Regions from separate parts of the Macaca mulatta genome. Here region 2 is linked to region 1. The links are chromatin contacts, called in public Hi-C maps. All regions are on one chromosome and are shown on one strand. The core of a region is the stretch at or near the end of the contact, and the rest is flanking DNA. Distances in the headings are between cores, read along the strand shown.

Evidence for each region. Hi-C and Micro-C count contacts between places; a contact is called where the count stands out from the background.
Region 2: a contact with region 1 is called in a Hi-C map of liver, with 3 times the contacts expected there. The contact joins the promoter of CCNI here to the promoter of CCNG2 in region 1. A contact is called at or near these places in 6 of 14 Hi-C or Micro-C datasets (CD4 T cells, blood, cortical neurons and 3 more).

Annotation. Positions count from the first base shown.
Region 1 is chr5:56,647,213-56,649,912 of T2T-MMU8v2.0, reverse strand. CCNG2 (cyclin G2) reads left to right here and starts at 1,399. Exons shown (of 8, transcript XM_015138467.3): 1 at 1,399-2,641. LOC114678317 (a long non-coding RNA gene) reads right to left here and starts at 1,245. Exons shown (of 2, transcript XR_013417884.1): 1 at 1,112-1,245.
Region 2 is chr5:56,736,165-56,738,864 of T2T-MMU8v2.0, reverse strand. CCNI (cyclin I) reads right to left here and starts at 1,287. Exons shown (of 7, transcript NM_001195445.1): 1 at 1,132-1,287. It overlaps LOC144341152 (a long non-coding RNA gene), which reads left to right and starts at 1,810. Exons shown (of 3, transcript XR_013417888.1): 1 at 1,810-2,047.

The DNA of each region.
Region 1 (2,700 bases), core at 150-2,649:
ATGCCGTGTGCCTTCCCATATTTCACAAGTAACAAAATAATTCACAGAAAACATACAGAAGAACAGAAAAGAGAAAACTGTTCCCAGTGGCTGATTATGTAGATTAGAACTCAAGAATACGGTATTTACTAATTTAGGAGTGAGAGAGTAAACAAATAAATGTTCCACATCCCCCATTGATATCCATGTGAAAGTGTCTCTGGCCTAAGGCACTTGGTTGGTTTGCTTTTTGTCCCGTTCTGGGAGAAGTGTCGCCTATAACAACAATGCTAATTATAATGAATAATAAATGATAATTTATGGGTTACCAAGGACCAAGCAGCTCTGGGAGTCTTCATTAAAACAACAGCACAACTACAACCTCTGGACGTACGCCGTAATTATTAGATGTTTACGTACCCTCATCAACGTGCTAAGTTTTTATTAAAAACTCCTCCTTCAGTTCCTCCTGATTTTTTTTTTAATTATGGAAAAATTCCAAGACACACAGAAGTAGAACGAACAGTGTAATGAAGCCTCGAGTACCCATCACCCAGCTTCGACCCTCAACTTTTTGCCTATCTTGTTTCACCTGTCTTCTCCACTTTTTTTTCCTCTTGGATTGGAAAATTTTAAAACAAACATCCAAACTTGTAGCATTTATTGAATATTTTAGTAGACGCCCCGACAATGTTATAATAATTTGGTGGGTTATTGCAAAATGGAACGGCAAGACAAAACAAAGAAGGAACGTAGAAAACTCTCCCGTGGCTGAAAGGGCTGTCACAAAGGTTAGCTCTGGAGAAACGCCGCGAGCGTGACATTCCCCTGAGAAGGGCGGACGCAGCCAGGAGAGAAGGCAGTCCCTCAGGGCAGGTAACTGAAAACCTTCCCCGCTGCCCACCCAGGCATGCGCAATTCAGACCCTGGAGTTGCTAAGGCCCCAAGGCAGAGAGAGGCTCAGGATACAGAGAAAGCCAATCAGAGGGCTCCAAGACTGATAAATTAGCCAATCCAGATTCGAGGGTGAATCAGGTCCTCAGCATTCCCCTCGCCCCACCCGCATCCAATCAGAGAGCCGGCTACTTTGGGCGGACTTTTCAAAACAGCGAAAACAAAACAAATCGGGGACCTTTAAAATGCGTAATGAGACTAGAAACGATCTCCTTCCGCTCCTCAGTCTTCCCCTGTTCCCAAAGCCGAATCAATCCGGGAATAAGCCCGACGCCCAGATTCCGCCCTCCGCCGTGGCGCCGGGCGGGAGGACTGGCTTGGCGAAGCCAAGGAGAGCTAGGGAGGCAGCGAGAGAGGCTGGAGACAGCGGCTTAGGGGCGGGACTCTTTTTAAAGTCCGTGGAGGAAGTGCAGGATCCCTCCGCGGGGAGTCACGTGCCCCGCCCCCTTGGGGGCGTCGAAACTCACAACAAAAACAGGAGGCTCACTGAGGCCTCTATTGAGGCGGCGGAGGTGCGGCGGCAGGCTGGTCTCCGGCGGCCGTCGTTGCGCCCGGGTGGAGGGTGGGCGCGTGGGGAGCGGGATGGAGCCGGGGCTGTGAGGCCGAGGCGGCGGTGCCTGGGAAGAAGGGTCGGATGCCGGGCCGGGGGCACCGCTGAGGCAGTGGGGTCCCCGACCTGCGAGACAGGTTCGGAAGTCCCCGCTGCACCCAGTCCCTGCGGACCGTGAGACCGCGGGCGGGTGGAGGCGCGTCTCCGGCACGGTGAGTGGGCCCGGCCAGGGGCGCCGTGGGTTTCTTTGTTCGTGGTGGGGACTGTGGGCTGCGGGGAGGTTGGTATCATCCGAGTGTCTCGGTGCTGCCTGCCCCTCATCCGCTGGAGCGACCAGGGTGCTGTCCTCAGCCCCAGCCCTGGGGGGAGCTGGCGCCCGCGACGGACAGATAGATGCTGGTGGGGTGGACGGAGGGGGCGACTAGGCTAAGGGCAGTCTCCGCCTCGGTGCCCCCCGCCCCCACTCGTGTTGTCACGGGGGCTCGCTGGGGTGGTGCTTCTTGGATTGACAGCCCCGGGGCTCTGCAGAGTTGCAGGGCCCCAGCATCAGTGAGAGGATGGGTGTTGTCCGGTCGGGCGCGGGGCGGGCTAGACTGGACTGGATTTCTGTCCCCGGACCGCAGCCGGGTGTGCCGCGCCACCCCACGGCTCCTGGGACACGGGTGTCCGCCTCTCGGGTAAGTCCGGAATCGGTGCTGCAGCAGCGGATGGGAAAAGCTGGGGGCTGGACTCTCCGAGAGGGGCTTCTGCAGCTGGGCGCCCCGGGCGGGCGGGGCTCGGGAGTCTCCTCCCTCCGCTTCTTTGTTCAGTCGCGAGACTTTCCCTCCCCTCCCCCCTATTGTGCAACGCCCCATCCCCGGGACCCGCTGCAGTCGCTGGCCTCACTGCAGTCCCCTGGGCAGAAGGCCCTCCCCGGTGCGACTTCAGGTGGGGCAGACCGAGGGGACGCCGGCGCCCGCGGACAGTTTCCTGTTTGTGAAACGCCGAGAGGCCAGGGCTGGCAGGTCTTACCCAGCGCTGGCCGGCGGACCTGACCACGGCTCCTCCCCCTGCCACACCTCCCTGGCCGTGGTGGGGATTGCCCCAGGGCTCTGGAGGACGTGACTGGTCCCTCCCCCCGCTCCTTGTCCGGGTGTGTGGAGGCGATCCTTGCTGGAGGTACTGGCCTCAGCCCTTTCTATCCCGCTTCCCCACCCCTCTTACCTCCAGATTACATT
Region 2 (2,700 bases), core at 38-2,537, 89 kb before region 1:
ACTAGCCAATCTAAATCTATTCCGTCCATTATTTCTTAATCTATTTGTCCAATCCTTTTTATTTCATCTGCCACAAATGACCTGGAAAAGCTAGAAGCAGCTAACACTGTTAACAAACTCATTTTCAGGACACATACCACACAGCATAGAGTTAGGCTTAATTCTGGTTACCGGGTTTTAGCCGTGTTGCCTAAGGAGAAAATTACTTAATCTTGAGGCGTCTCAGTTTTCCTCATCTGTTAAGATGAGGCTCCTACTACCAGCCTTGGGAGGATTAAATGAATTGCAAGCCGTTTAGGAGAATGCCTGGCAGATAATCAGCCTCATCAAGTGTTGTTATTTAACGTCATTACCGTAACACCCTGCTGCTCTAAGTCGAGTGGCTCGCCATTGACAGAATAAAACATAAATATTTTAGTTCAAACCCCTTCAAAGTCTGAATCCATTCTACCTCCCGAAACACATTCCACTGTTTTGCTACCCAAATGTCAACTTCTGCCAAAAGGATCTGTAACGGAACCTCCTAGCTCCAGCAGAGGCCTCTTTGTCCTCCTTTCAAATTTCAGTTATTTAATCGAGCCTTTAGGGTACAACTCAAATCGCACCTCCTCCGGATTCCCACCACCCACCCGCACCAAGCCCTGGGTAACGTTGCCCTCCCCCGAATTTCACAGCACCGCAGGTTCACCCCATTCATTTGGCATTCACTCCGCTGTGCAAAGTTAGTAATCTTCCTGGTGTCCCAGCAGGATCGTTCAACCTGAGGGTGGGGGTGTGTCCCCTTCTTTGTGTATTAACACAGGCTCGTAAAGCCTCCAACACGCACTACAGAGTAGCTAATTTGCCGCTGCCACAAAAAAAGTTACTCGCTGACAGAAAAATTGGCCCGAAAAGGAACACAGTAGCGCTGTTTTCAACTGGGCAGGTGCCGGGTCGGTTTGGGCCGGAGAGGACGAAGAGGGCTGCCCCGAGGTTCCCCGGGCTGGGGGATGCAGGAGGGCGGGTCTCCAGCGAGCAGCGCGCGGCCACGGGCGCCGCCAATGGGGCAGCGCGGGGGCAGCAGCGAGGCCCCAGCGCGTAAGCCGGCCGCGGAGACGCGTCGAGCCCCCCGCCCCCGCCCCCGCCCCTCACCTTCTCCTCCTCTTCCTCCTCCTCCTCCTCCCCGGCTGAGCTGTAGGCCTCACAGTGGTGACGCGGGGTCATCCGGGGGCCCGTTACCACCTCATTCTCATCGGCGCGCGGCGGCGGTGCGCGCGGGACTACGGGGCCGATTGAGGAGGGAGAAGAGGGGGAAGCGGGTCGGGGGGCGCCGGCGCTGGCGCTCGAGCGGGACGCACGGCTGCGGGTGCTGGGTCGGTCAGCGAATTAGTTCCATGATGACCCCCGGCCTGAGGCCGCCGCCGCTCGAGCTTGGGTGGGGAGGGGGCTCCCTCTAGCCATAGGGCGGCGGGGGCCGGGGAGAGGCGGGGGGGTGAGACCGGCTCTGCCCCTGCCCGGGGAAAGCGCCTCCGAGAGGAAATGGTGAAAGGGGGGGAGGGGGGAAAAGAAAAGAAAAAAAAAAAAAAAAAAGAAAGGGGAAAGGGGGGAAAAAATAAGAAAAAGCGAGACAGAGGCGCTGCCGCGTCCGCTCGCGGGGAAGGCTGGGGAGGGAGGGGAAAGAAGGAAGAAGTGCCGGCTTCCTCGGCTCCGCCCTCGCGGACCGATTCCTAGACTCGCCTACTCCTTGTAAACAACACGGAATTGGTCTTTCACCCTTCCTCTTCCCTCCCTCCGCCTTTCTGGTCCAACGAAAGTACAGAGAAGTCCGGCCGAAAGGAGACGGGCTGGGGAAGTCGTTGACACTGGGATGGAAAGAGGAAGGACATTTTCTGGGGGCTAAGAAAATCCGTGGACTCATTTTCCTTGAAGGAGCGGAAGGGTTGCTTGCAGACTGCACGGTGACGTCAACGTCTCCCGACCCCATGGAGGAGGCGTGTGGTGGCCGGGGAGTGTGCTGCGCATGCGCTTGGGGAAGAAAGAGGCTGCCGAGCGCTGCGCTTGGGGGAAGGTAGCTCACGATCGGCTTCTCTGGTCCAGCCTTAGGGTAGCTTGGTTTTATCTAGCCCTACTCGTCTCCAGCGTCTTAGAATGATTCACTGGAAAGGGGATACTGTTCTCTTGGGTGGAGATCTTGCAAATTTGTTGACCTGGCAAAATATTATGTGTTCTCTTACCATTGACGTGTAAATAGAATTGCGGTTTTTCTCGCTGCCACATCGTGTGGGTGGAGGGAGATTCTAAAGGGTTTTAGAAATCGGAAAATGAGGGAGAATCAAATGATGGGTGCTTAAGGCCTCTGTGAAAAACTATAAACTATGCTGCTGACGGGGAGGAACCTGTTTGGCAATGCGCCAATTGGATTTTATCCACTTAACCAACACGTCTGGGTATTTCAGAATAGGTTTTATTACCAGGTACTTAACGAGTGTGTGGTGACATAAATGGGTTTTATTTGGGGTTCTGTTACTACAAAGAGTAACTTTTTGCTATTTTAATTGATTTAATTATTTAAAGCTATGTAGTATTACAGAAAGTATTGAAAGAGGAAGAGCTAGATCTCCATTTATAGAAGTCCCGTTTTTTTTCCATTTCTGTCTTTCATATACTTGTTTTGTCAGTGAAAAAATATGTATTGAGCTTATTTAGTGGCCAGAGTCTCAG